Linked DNA regions of Pan troglodytes: region 1 is linked to region 2. The links are chromatin contacts, called in public HiChIP or PLAC-seq maps. All regions are on one chromosome and are shown on one strand. Each heading gives the region's core, a stretch centred on a gene start, on an enhancer-like site or on the middle of the called end of the contact. The rest is flanking DNA. Distances are from core to core; before and after follow the strand shown. Region 1 holds the start of ATOSB (atos homolog B). Region 2 holds the start of CCDC107 (coiled-coil domain containing 107).

What was found. HiChIP or PLAC-seq counts read pairs in DNA pulled down with a chosen protein or histone mark.
Region 1: a contact with region 2 is called in an H3K4me3 HiChIP or PLAC-seq map of stem cell-derived excitatory neurons, with 6 times the contacts expected there. The contact joins the promoter of ATOSB here to the promoter of CCDC107 in region 2. A contact is called at or near these places in 1 of 7 Hi-C or Micro-C datasets (stem cell-derived neural progenitor cells) and 1 of 1 datasets of contacts at active chromatin or transcription factors (stem cell-derived excitatory neurons).

The regions. Positions count from the first base shown.
Region 1 is chr11:80,867,079-80,873,058 of NHGRI_mPanTro3-v2.0_pri, forward strand. ATOSB (atos homolog B) reads left to right here and starts at 3,099. Exons shown (of 9, transcript XM_009456558.4): 1 at 3,099-3,240.
Region 2 is chr11:80,323,867-80,330,744 of NHGRI_mPanTro3-v2.0_pri, forward strand. CCDC107 (coiled-coil domain containing 107) reads right to left here and starts at 2,428. Exons shown (of 5, transcript XM_009456581.4): 1 at 2,204-2,428; 2 at 1,962-2,113; 3 at 226-286; 4 at 40-130. The coding sequence starts at 2,309. It overlaps ARHGEF39 (Rho guanine nucleotide exchange factor 39), which reads left to right. Exons shown (of 9, transcript XR_010148949.1): 9 at 1,516-1,814.

The DNA.
Region 1 (5,980 bases), core at 1,849-4,348, 540 kb after region 2:
CCCAGCACTTTGGGAGGCCGAGGTAGGCGGATCACTTGAGGACAGGAGTTTGAGACCAGTCTGGCCAATATGGTAAAACCCTGTCTCTACTAAATATACAAAAATTAATTAGCCAGGTGTGATGGCTTACGCCTGTAATCCCACTACTCAGGAGGCTGAGGCAGGAGAATCACTTGAACCTGGGAGGCAGAGGTTGCAATGAGCTGAGATCATACCGTTGTACTCCAGCCTGAGTGACAGAGCGAGACTCCATCTCAATAAAACAAAATATAATAAAAAATTAAAAAAAAATAAAAAATTTAAAATTTTTTTTCTTTTTTGGTAGCATGTGTTTGTAGTCCTAGCTACTCTGGAGGCTGAGGCAGGAGTATCCCTTGAGCCCAGGAGCTCAAAGTTACAAGGGCTATGATTGCACCACTGCACTTCAGCCTGGGTGACAGAATGAGACCCTGTCTCTTAAAAAACAAAACTAGACCAGGAGCGGTGGCTCACGCCTGTAATCCCAGCACTTTGGAAGGCCAAGGCGGGTGGATCACCTGAGGTCGGGAGTTCGAGATCAGCCATGACCAACATGGAGAAACTCTCGTCTCTACAAAAAATACAAAATTAGCCAGGCGTGGTGGCACATGCCTGTAATCCCAGGTACTCAGAAGGCTGAGGCAGGAGAATCGCTTGAACCTGGGAGGCGGAGGTTGCAGTGAGCCAAGATTGTGCCATTGCACTCCAGCCTGGGCAACAAGAGCGAAACTCTGTCTCAAAAACAAAACAAAACAACAACAACCAAAAAAAAACAAAAAACAAAAAAAACGGCCGGGCACAGTGGCTCATGCCTGTAATCCCAACAGTTTGGGAGGCTGAGGCGGGTGGGTCACAAGGTCAGGAGATCAACACCATCCGGGGCAACATGGTGAAACCTTGTCTCTACTACAAATACAAAAATTAGCCCGGCGTGGTGGCATGCACCTGTAGTCCCATCTACTCAGGAGGCTGAGGTGGGAGAATCGCTTGAACCCAGGAGGCAGAGATTGCAGTGAGCCAAGATCGTGCCACTGCACTCCAGCCTGGGCGAAAGAGCAAGACTCTGTCTCAAAACAAAACAAAAACTGTTAAGGTCATCAAAAACAAGGAAGTTTGAGAAACTGTCACAGCCAAGAGGAGCCAAAGGAGACATGATGTCTAAATGTAATGTTCCAGCTTGGGTTAGATTTTGGCACAGAAAAAGGACATAAGGCAAAAACTAAGAAAATCAGAATAGGCTGGGCGCAGTGGCTCACACCTGTAATTCCAACACTTTGAGAGGCCGAGGCGGGTGGATCACCTGAGGTCGGGAGTTCGAGACCTGCCTGACCAACACGGAGAAACCCTATCTCTACTAAAAATACAAAATTAGCCAGGCGTGGTGGCACATGCCTGTAATCCCAGCTATTCGGGAGGCTGAGGCAGGAGAATCTCTTGAAACCAGAAGGTGGAGGTTACAGTGAGCCGAGATCTTGCCACTGCACTCCAGCCTGGGTGAAAGAGCGGCAACTCCGTCTCAAAAAAACAAAAAGAAAATCAGAATAAAGTGTGGGTTTTAGTTATTGTTAATGTATCAATATTGGCTTATTAATTGTAATAAATGAACCATATAAGGAAAGATGTTAATAATAGGAGAAACTAGGTGTAGGGTATATATGAAAACTCTCTGCACTATTTTTACAAGTTTTCTGTAAATCTAAAATTGTTCTAAAATTAATTTTTTTAAAGTCAAGTAATTTACCTAAATCTATACAGCTAGTAAATACTCAAAGGTATGAGACAAACTCATAAGTTGAACCCATAAGTTGAAGTTTGAAGTTGAAGTTGAAGAAGTTTAGATGACTTCAAACTCTGTGGTTTTCCCACTACACGAAACCTTTCTTAGTTTACCCTTCTGGGATTATGTAGGCATTTGTATCACTGTCTAAATAATAAGTTCCTTATGGCCAGAGAAAATACTTTTTTCTTTCTTTTTTTTGCGCTTCCACACCACTGACGTTGAGTAAACCAGTTTAAGTTAACTACTGACAAAGTCACAGAGCCTAAAGAATCTGAGATTTGGCCGGGTGCTGTGGCTCACGCCAGTAATCCCAGCACTTTGGGCAGCCGAGGCGGGCGGATCGCTTGAGGTCAGGAATTTGAGACCAGTCTGGCCAACATGGTGAAACCTGTCTCTACCAAAAATACGAAAATTAGCCCGGCCTGGTGGCGCGCGCCTGTAATCCCAGCTACTCTGAAGGCTGAGGCAGGAGAATTGCTTGAACCCAGTAGGCGGAGGTTGCAGTGAGCCGAGATCGCACCACTGCACTCCAGTTTGGGCGAAAGAGCGAGACGCCGTCTCAAAAAAAATAAAAAAGAATGTGACTTTTGTAGAACTTGATCAAATCCAGACCCAAACGGTCCGCTCCTCGGAGAGGCCACAGATTGGCGCTGAGCTGGGCTGTCTCAGTTCTGCAAGTGTCCTGTGCTGCCATCTACCGGTGTCTGGGAAGCGTCGCCCTCCCTTATTGTATCTCCTGGGGAGAGGTGGGAGAGGGCGCCGCTTAAATTACAGAACATATGTAACTGTCATGCAGTTCATTAGACACCTGTACAAGGGAAAGGCCTCACTTTTCTCCAGCAATTGCAGGCCCTCCTAACTCCATATCAACACTCATCTCGTAAAATTCACAGATCTCGCTGACCTGCCTCAGTAGGTACAGATCTGACTCCTACTGTCCATCCCATCCCAGAACCCACACCCGCCTGCACAGCGTAGGCTTCAGAAACTGCTCAACCTCGCAGACCTGAACCCCACCGCCCAGATTCCCTCATTTTCACAGACCCCTGAGATTCCTTGCACTACCTTGCAATCCCTACGGACCTCCCCTATTAGTGCAAATGCACGCGCCCACCCAGACATCCCTACAAAGAGGTTCGAGTTCCGGCGGCAGCTCACACCGGTGCGAAAACAGCGAGATAGCCCCAACCTGGCTCAGAGCCCTCAGGCTGGTGGCTTCGGCCCTGGCTCCATCTCCCCACCTCTGCCCTGATCCGCTCCGCTCAGGCTAGCAGCCTGCCGGCCGAGGCCCCGCCCCTCTAGACTTGTCATCACAGAAGCCGCACGTGGCCGGGGTGGGACCTCAGGCGACCCGCGGCCATCACTTTGTCTCCTCCTTCCTCCATTGGGGCCGCCACCGCCAATCAGAGCCAGCGGATCCTGGTTGGAGTGCGACCGCCCGGGTGAGGCGTGAGGGAGAAGGGGCGGAAGGAGGAGGGGCTCTGAGATGGGAGGGGGATCGTGGTGGAAGGGTCCTGGCGCGACTTCTGCCAGGCTGGAATCCGAGGGGGCGGGTCCTGGTGAAAGGCGGAGAGACCGAGAGGAGGCGGGGATCGGGGGTGGGGCCTGGGAAAAGCTGAGGATCCTGGGGAAATGCAAAGAAAACGCGAAGGAGGTGCGAGGTCAGAAGGGGGCGGGGCCCGGGCTACAGGGGAGGAGCTCGAGAAATTAAACGAGGAAAGGGACAAGTCCGCAGAAGGTGGAAGGTGGGACAAGGGAGAGGGTGGGCCCGGGCGTTGCGGGGGCGGGGCTCGGACTGAAGGGGCGAGGTTTGCAGACGGAGGCTACAGCTAGGGCTGCTCAGTAACTGCCCCAACCACTACCACGTCCCCAAGTGCAACGGGACCCACGGAACTACAGGTGTGGGGCAGGGTGAGCGTGGAAGAAGGGACGCGGATGGGGGTGCGCTTTGCAGAAGATCTGGAGACTGCTGTGTGTTGAGGGAAGATACGAAGTCGCGGGAGCAGTTGGGGACTCAACTGGTGGGCAACAAGGTGCATTCTCCAGAGGCCTCTATGGGGGAAGGGCGGGAGCGCTTTGTTGTGGGGGGGTTGCGAGGTACACTGTGAGGGGGCTGTCTCTGTCTGATGTGGGGGATTGGAGGAGGTACATGAGGGGCAGGGGACATGGAGGCGCTTTGAAGGAAGGGGGGGCTGTTTAATGGAGAAGGAGTGTAGCGGTGTCGGAGGGTCTGCGGGCACTATCTAGGGGAAGGGGTTGTAGGCCCAACTTGAGGCAGGAGAACAGAACCCCCAGTACTTTGACAAAGTAACAGTTTAGGGCATTGTAGTAACTCCAGGAAGACACTTGTGTTCTGGGTTCTAAGAGCAAGGGTGTTGGGGTTAGTGGGGTGAAGAGGCCAATCTATTGCACTCCTGTCTGCTCAGCTTTTAACTCCGCCTTCTGGCCTGGGCACTCAGAGAGGAGTCAGACCCTGCTTGTCACTAGGGCTTGTGTGAATGTCTCCTCAGTCTATTTTGGATCTGTCCAGCTGAGACTGGGGTTTCTTCCCTAAGCTGAGGTCCCGGGGGACCCTTCCCCCGCTGGGTTCCTGTCAACCCCCCATCCTAGTTCCTGTTCCTCCCAGAGCCGGCCTTGGTCTCTGTCTCCCCCCTCCCCCGCCCTGCCCTGCCCTTATGCTCTGGGTGTGCTCATTTCCCACTTCCTTCCTTGCCCCAGGGCCTGGTCTGGCCTGGCCTGGCCCTTGCCCATCTAGGAGCTGTGCCCTGCCCGGTACTTTGTTATCAATGACCAGAGACCCTGGTAACCAGCGGCAGGGCTCAGACCCCACCCCCACCACTACCACCCAGGTCTCTCGCATAGACCCCAAGTGACTGGTAGCCACATTTAACCACTTGCCACAAACAGATTTTCCCCACCCTTATCCTTCTGGGTGGGGAACGCTAGGGCTTCTGTGGGAGGGGGGAAGTGGTGAGGAGTATTGAGGGTCTTCTGTCTGTTTTGAGAGGTGGGCCACGACTGTAAGCTGAACCCAGTAAGGGTTGTGAGGTTCCAGCCACAGCTAGGGGAGGAAGAGGGAGTGGCTCCCCACACTCCAGGCTTGGAAGCACTATCAGAACAGACTAGGACCTAGTTCTCTTGAGGGCTCCTCTGCTTCCCTGAGGGGATTTGATGGAGTGCTAGGGTTCTTTTTGCCCCTGGGCTGGCTGGGAGAGGGTGGGAAAGGCTTGAGTTCCACACAGTGGCTGAATGAGTGTGACAGTGTTGCTAAAAGGGGCCCCAAGCCAGCCTCCTCACACAACCACCCAGGAGCTGAGAGACTGGCTGGGGAGGGGGGTGGGTCTGCTGAGGACAGACAAAGCCCTGGGGTAGGGTGGGGTAAAAAAGGGCAGGCTGAAGCCTTTTGAGGAGGAGCTGATTGCTATGGCAACATTGCTTCCCAGACAGTCTCTCAGAGAGGGCGGGCCTAGGGCAGACTCTCCAGCTTCCTCAGGACTGGGGCGGTTTGCGTGAGTGGGTGGGGCATGAAGAGAAAGGGCATCAGTTTGCTGTGCTGAGACTGGAGGATGTAGCCTTTCTGCTTTGGTACAGGCAGCAGAGCATTCGAATGCCTGGAGCTATCCTCTGATATGGATATGAGTGAACAACAGTCATTAGAATTGTAGAGCTGCAGAGGCCCTCAGCAGTCATTGTTTATACAAACACCTCATTTTACAGGTTTGGAAATTTATGGCTAAAGAGACTGTGATTCCCCACATGTCACAGTGAAAGGGCAGAAGATAGGATCCAGATCGCCGGATTGCTGTTCACTCAGCCCAGGGCCTGTTGTTTTCTTCAGTCAATGTTTATTGAACATTGCCAGGGACTAATGTTGGCTCTGGGAATATGAGCATGAACGAAACAAAGTTGCTGCTCTCATGGAGCTTCCATTCTATTAAGGGGAGAAAGAAATTGTGGAGGGGGAGGGAGAAGTCAAGTAGTGATAACCGCTATATAAAAAAAAATAAAGCAGGGTAAATTTAGGGCAGGAAGGTAAGGCCTCTTTATTATTTATTTATTTATTTATTTATTTATTTATTTATTTTTGAGACGGAGTCTCACTCACTCTGTCGCCCAGGCTGGAGTGCGGTGGTGCAATCTTGGCTCACTGCAACCTCTGCCTCCTGAGTTCAAGTGATTCTC
Region 2 (6,878 bases), core at 1,178-3,677:
AAATTCCCCCAAAATTCACAGAATCATTGCTCTCCTCACCGCTCAAAAAGGGGGTCCAGCTGGGCCATCAGGTTGTTCAGGTGCTGCTCTGTCTGGGCCAGCTGTTGTGTCAACTGGGCCAGCTGTTGCTCTGGGGATAAGGGAAAAAAGGGGGCAGAAGTGGTTATGTATCTTCTGCTGTCCCCTAAACTCCCCCGACCCAGCACAGACTTCTGCTAAACCCACCTGACTGCAGTGGCTGCTGCTTGCTTGCCTCCTCGTGGAGAACCGCAGTTTCATCTTTCCCCTGTTGTGGAAGAAGGAAAGGGCAGTACTGAAGCAACAAGGTTCTGCGCCATCACCTCAGTCTCCAGAGCCAGCCAAGAGAGAGTGCAATTTGAGATGGAGACAGTGATTGGGTTTTTACCTCAGAGAATCACAATCCTAGTCTATCTAGCTCCTCACCCAGCATATGAAGCGACATGTCCTATGTCCCACACACGGTCAGTTTGCTGAAACACCTCCAGGAATGAGCAACTCTCTCCGGTTTGAAAAAAGCTCTGGTGGCTGAGTGCTGTGGCTCACACCTGTAATCCCAGCACTTCGGGAGGCCAAGGTGGGTGGATCACCTGAGGTCAGGAGTTTGAGACCAGCCTGGCCAACACGGTGAAACCCTGTCTCTATTAAAAATACAAAAATTAGCCGGGCGTGGTGGCAGGTGCCTGTAATCCCAGTTACTTGAGAGGCTGAGGCAGGAGAATCGCTTGAACCTGGGAGCCAGAGGTTGCAGTGAGCCGAGATCGCGCCGCTGCACTCCAGCCTGGGTGACAGAGCGAGACTCCATCTCGAAAAAAACAAAAACTTTGGTTGTTAGACAGTTCATGCACAAAGCCAAAATTTGTCCTTTATGTATCTTCTTTCCATAGTGCTTACTGGAGCCTTCCAAAATAATGTCTCCTCAACGTGACAGCCCCTCAGGAATTTGAAGGCAATGGTCACACCGTCACCCCCTTTCCTGAGTTTTTTCTGGTTTATTAATGTCAGTCTTTACAGTCAGTGCTCATTGACGGTGGTTTTCTCTGGTTGTTTCCTGAACACGTAGTGCTCTTAAAGCAGTGCCCTGAGGAGAATACAGTTCTCCGGGGGCATTCTGATTGGCAGGTGAAGCACAGTGCCATGTTCCCAGCACTGATTTGGGAAGTGGCTTGTCACATCCCACAGTGAACTCAGTCAACTGGAATGCCTAACTCTCTTTCATAAGACCTCCTGCTACATTATGTTTCTCCCAGACTGTACTCAGGTCCAAGAACAGAATTTACTAGTCTATCCTTCTCAAAGTTCATCATTAAATTCAGTCATTCATCCTAGCCTGTCACATCTACCTGGGGTCATTATTAGCTATCTCTTCTAGTTTCATATATCTAAACTGGTTCCATCGGTTCTATTTTATAATGCAAGTACGTAATAGGGTCACGGCTAAAGACACAGCCCTGGAAGGTACTGTTTTTCAAAATGTACTGTCAACTTACATTTCAGGGCCTCCTCCCAAGGAGAACATGAGACCACTTCATATCTGGAACTCTAGAAACACTGGCTGCAGCAATCAACCTCCTGTGCCAAGGTTGGCCCCACTCTTGTAGCATGGACACTGCTAGCTAGGTTCAAATCCCAGCTCCAGCAGTTGCCAGCGCTGGGTGACCTCGAGCAAGTGACTACTCCTCACTGGATTGTAGGAGAACTAAATGTGATAGTCATTATTTACAGTTCACCACACGCTCTTCACATCCGTTACCTCCCTGGATCCTCAAAATAACCTCATAATATTGGAAGGCCAACGGACTACTGTCTTTATTTTACAGACAGGGAAGCTGTGTCTTGTTCTTGGTACCCTGGCACCCCCATGGGAGATTCGGGCTCAGGGCATCCCCACGCCCGGTGGTCCCGCACCTGCAGGGGCACCCCTACCCCCGGCCGCCCCGTACCTGCAAACACTTGTACAGCACAAAAGCCACGACGGCCGCGGTGTACAGCGCCCCCAGAGGCAGCGACCCGACCCGGGTCCGCTCGCGTTGATCCTTGAGCGGTGGTCGCCGCCGGGGTTCCGTGGCTCCAGAGCCGGGGTGGGCTGCGTTCCCTGCGGAGGGAGGACACAGGCGAGTCAGCCGAGCTGGGGCCTGGGACCCATGCGCAGTCCCAGCCCTCCTCCAGCAGCCCTAGCTGGTACCTGGGTGTGCCCGGAGGTCGGGATTGGCGCGGTCTCCTAGGACCCCGGACAGCGCAGACACAAGCAGCAGCCCCACCACACCCAAGAGCGAAACTGCGCCCGCCATTGCCGGCCCACGGGTGGAGGGATCGGGCGGGCGGTGCCGAAGCGGTCCGGCATTGGCCGGCCGCCCCAACGCGCACGCGCACGCGAGCAGGCCGGCCGGCTCCGGGGAGGCCACGCCCACTCCCCGTAGGGCGGGGCCAGACCATATTTGCATAAGGTAGTGTCATTCTAGCTTTCCTGTATTTGTTCATTTCGTGTCTATTAGCTATTCTGCTAGCCACAATGCCTCTGAAAGCCTATAGTCTTAGTAGGTTATGCCCGAAAACGGTTTTTTTTAATCTCACGCCACCAACTTTCTCACCCTAATGGTAAAACAAAATTTCTTTAGGACTATAAAATGATAATCTGTGAGGCTGAGAACGTGGTTCGTGCTGAAGGCCTGTATCCTAGGCTACACACTGGGGACTCTGTTCCTCCCCTTTCCGCCTAGGGGAAAGTCCCCGGACCTCGGGCAGAGAGTGCCGCGTGCATACGCACGTAGACATTCCCCGCTTCCCACTCCAAAGTCCGCTAAGAAGCGTTTCCCGCTGAGCGGCGTGGTGCGGGGGCGTCGTCCGTCAGCTCCTCTAGTTACGCAGGCAGTGCGTGTCCGCGCACCAACCACACGGGGCTCATTCTCAGCGCGGCTGTTTTCGTTCCCGAGACCACGGCTCACTGCAGCCTCGACCTCCCCAGGCTCACGCGATGCCTCACCTCAGGCTCCCAAGTAGTTGGGACCGCAGGCGCACGTCATCATGCCTGGCTAATTTTTGTATTTTTTGTAGAGACGGATTTTCACCTGGTGCCCAGGCTGGTCTCGAACGCCTGGTGTCAAGCGATCAATCCACCTCGCCCTCCCAAAGTGCTGGGATGACAGGCGTGACACCGCGCCCGGTCAACGTGGCTGCTTTTCATGCGCGGGCAGCTTTACGCTGTTCTTGGCCTTGCTATGAAGTCCTTGTGCTCATTACTCCAAATATGGAGCATTCCTGAAACAGCCTCCTCTTCTACCTCCCTCTCCCTTTGGCAAACGCCATAGTAGCCACCATTCACTGTGTAGCTGGTACACAACATATGGACTCTGCTTGGGCTAGAATCCTGCCTCCTGTACTCAAGAGCGGTGACCTTGTGAAACTTAGTTCTCTCTCCGTGCCTTCCTTTCCACTCTGAGGAATGAAGATAAGCACTTACTTCAAGAGCTATAATGATTAAATGGGATCACTCAAGTTAGAACCGTACCTACTTATTAGTGATTTTTTTTTTGGAACGGCGGGTCGCTCTCTTGCCCAGGCTGGTCTTAAACTCCTGGGATCCTCCCGCTTCAGCCTCCCGGGTAGTTGACATTACAGGCACGTGCCACCCCGACGGACTCTAGTGATTTTTTAACTTGAGCAGCTACTACTGTAAGCCAGACAGTTGAAATTACACTGACTCTCCCTGACATGCCGCTGCATTCCCTTTCTGCATACTGGGTTCTACACGACCTTCAGTTCTCAGCTCAAGTGTGTTCCCATCATTCAGAACCCTTAATTCAACTTCTAATTTATTCTTTAGTGCCGCTATTTCACTTTCTTCAATACCACTAGAAAAGCAGTCCCCAACCTTTTTGGCATCAGGGACCGGTTTCGTGGAAGACAATTTTTCCATGGACGAAGCGGGGTGGAGGGATGGTTTCCGGATGAAACTGTTCCACTTCAGATCGTCAAGCATTAGATTCTCATGAGGAGCGTGCAACCTAGATCCCTCCCATGCGCAGTTCACAGTATGGTTCGCGCTCCTATGAGAATCTAATGCCGTGCTCATCTGACAGGAGGCGGAGCTCAGGCGGTAATGATTGCTGGCCCCACTGCCCACATCCTGCTATGTGGCCCGGAGCCTAACAGGCCACAGGCTGGTGCTGGCCTGTGGCCGGGTGTTGGAGACCCTTGAGCTAGGCTGGTCCTAAATTCCACAAGGGCAGGAGCCACCTCTCTTTTTTCTTTACCATTTTACTCCCAGAGCCTAGCACAGCACGTGGCGCCTGGCGATAGCAGGCACTCAATGAATCGTTGTTGAATGAAATTAATGAATGGTTAAAATGACCCAAAAGGGTAATATAGTTAAGCTCTTTCAAAGAATGAGGCAACTGCAATTCAGCACGGTTAAGTACGCTACTAATCAGGTAAGAGGCAGGGTGGTGATTTCACCAGTTTTTTGCCTGTCTCTATACTTTCTGTCGAACAGCCTTTCCCCATCCTTGTCTTCCATGATTTCACCAGGCAGGCAGGTGTTCCTTCTGTTCCACAGAGCCTTCCATGGTCTCTTAATTGGGATACACTGGGTCGTCTGTCTAGTTAGATCAAGAGCTCCCTGACATGAAACCATTTCCATTCATCACATTTTTATCTCCAGAGCCTGGCATACAAACAGGCAATCAGTACATCATGTGTGTTAAATAAATGAATGAAGCCAAGATCAGTGGCTTATGCCTGTAATCCCAGCACTTTGGGAGGCCGAGGCAGGAGGATCACCTGAGGTCAAGAGTTTGAGACCAGCCTGGCCAACATGGCTAAACCTCGTCTCTATTAAAAATAGAAAAATTAGCCGGGTGTGGTGGCGGGTGCCTGCAGTCCCAGCTATTTGGGAGGCTGAGACAGGAGAATCACGGGAACCTGGGAGGTGGAGGTTTCAGTGAGCCGAAATCGTGCCACTGCACTCCAGCCTGGGCAAACGAGTGAGACACCGCCTCAGAAAAACAAAACAAAAACAAAAATTAACCAGGTGTGGTGGCCAGCACCTGTAATCCCAGCTATTCAGGAGGCTGAGGCATAAGAATAGCTTCAACCTGGGAGGCGGAGGTTGCAGTGAACAGAGATCACGCCACTGCACTCCAGCCTCAGTGACAGAGCAAGACTCCATCTCTAAATAAATAAATAAATAAATGAAATATGGGTGTGTCTTCTTGTTTTTCCTGAAAGGAGGGGGAAGGGCAGGACAGGGAGAAACCCTCACCAAGGGGAGTTATCATAGTGTAGTTCAAGGGTCCCCAACACTATTGGTCCATGGCCTGTTAGGAACTGGGCCACACAGCAGGAGGTGAGCAGCGGAGGAGCAAGGGTGAGCGGCGGAGTAGCGAGGGAAGCTTCATCTGTATATACAGCCACTCTCCATCCTGGCATTACCGCCTGAGCTCTGTCTCCTGTCAGATCAGTGCAGCGTTAGATTCTCATAGGGCCACGAACCCTATTGTGAATTGTGCATGCACGTGATATAGGTTGTGGGCTCCTTATGAAAATCTAGGCCAGGTGCAGTGGCTGATGCCTGTAATCCCAGCACTTTGGGAAGCCAAGGTGGGTGGATCTCTTGAGGCCAGGAGTTCAAGACCAGCCTGGACAACATGGTTAAAAAAAAAAAAAAGTCTCTAATAAAAATACAAAAATTAGCTGCGCATGGTGGCGCATGCCTGTGATCCTAGCTACTTGGGAGGCTGAGGCATAAGAATTGCTTGAACCCAGGAGGCGAGGTTGCAGTGAGCCAAGATTGCACCACTGCACTCCAGCCTGGGTGACAGAGCGAGACCCTGTCAAAAAAACAAAACAGAACAAAAAAACCACAATACCTGATGATCTGAGGTGGAACAGTTTTATCCCAAAACCATCCCCTCCTCCCACACTCCTGTGCATGGAAAAATTGTCTCCCACAAAACCTGTCCCTGGTGCCAAAACGGCTGGGGACCAGTGGTCTAACTGATGACCCAGTGACAGCCTGGGTATGCAGAGCAGGGTAATAGAAATCTTGAATCTAAGCCAGTTGGCACAGTCGGTGTAAATAAGGGGTTCAGGCCAGATATAATAATGATAAGTGGTCCCCAACTGATTATTGCCTTTAGAGAACTCAGGGCACTATTGCCAGATCTTTTTTCGAAGGAATCAACAAATTAGAATTTTAAAAATTTGAAATCTCCCAATTTTTAACTGTTGACAAGGAATCAGTGGCATACTTAGCATATTTGACACCAAGTGGTCTTTGTGTGTGTGTGTGTGTGTGTCTGTGTGAGAGACAGGGTCTCCCTCTGCTGCCCAGTCAGGAGTGCAGTGGTGAGACCATGGCTCACTGCAGCCCCAAACTTCTTGGATCAGCCTCCTGAGTACCTGGGACTGCAGGTGCACACCACCATGCCCGGCTAATTTGTGTGTTTTTTTGTTGTTGTTTTTTGTTTGTTTGTTTGTTTTTTGTAGAGACCAGGGTATTGCCCAGGCTGGTCTTGAACTTCTGGCCTCAAGGAATCTGCCTGCCTCAGCCTCCCAAAGTACTGGGATTACAAGTGTGAGCCACCTTGCCTGTCCCGGATCATTTAAAAAACATTTTTCTTTCTTTTCTGTCTTTTTTTTTTTTTTTTTTTTTTTTTTGAGACAAGCTCTCACTCTGTTGCCCAGGCTGGAGTGGTGCAGTGGCACAATCATGGCTTACTGCTGCCTCTATCTCCCAGGCTCAAGCAATCTTCCCACTTCAGCCTCTTAAGTAGCTGTGACTACAGGCACACATGCCCCCATGCCTCGCTAATTTTTTAATTTTTTGCAGAGATGGGAATCTCACTATGTTGGTTAGGCTG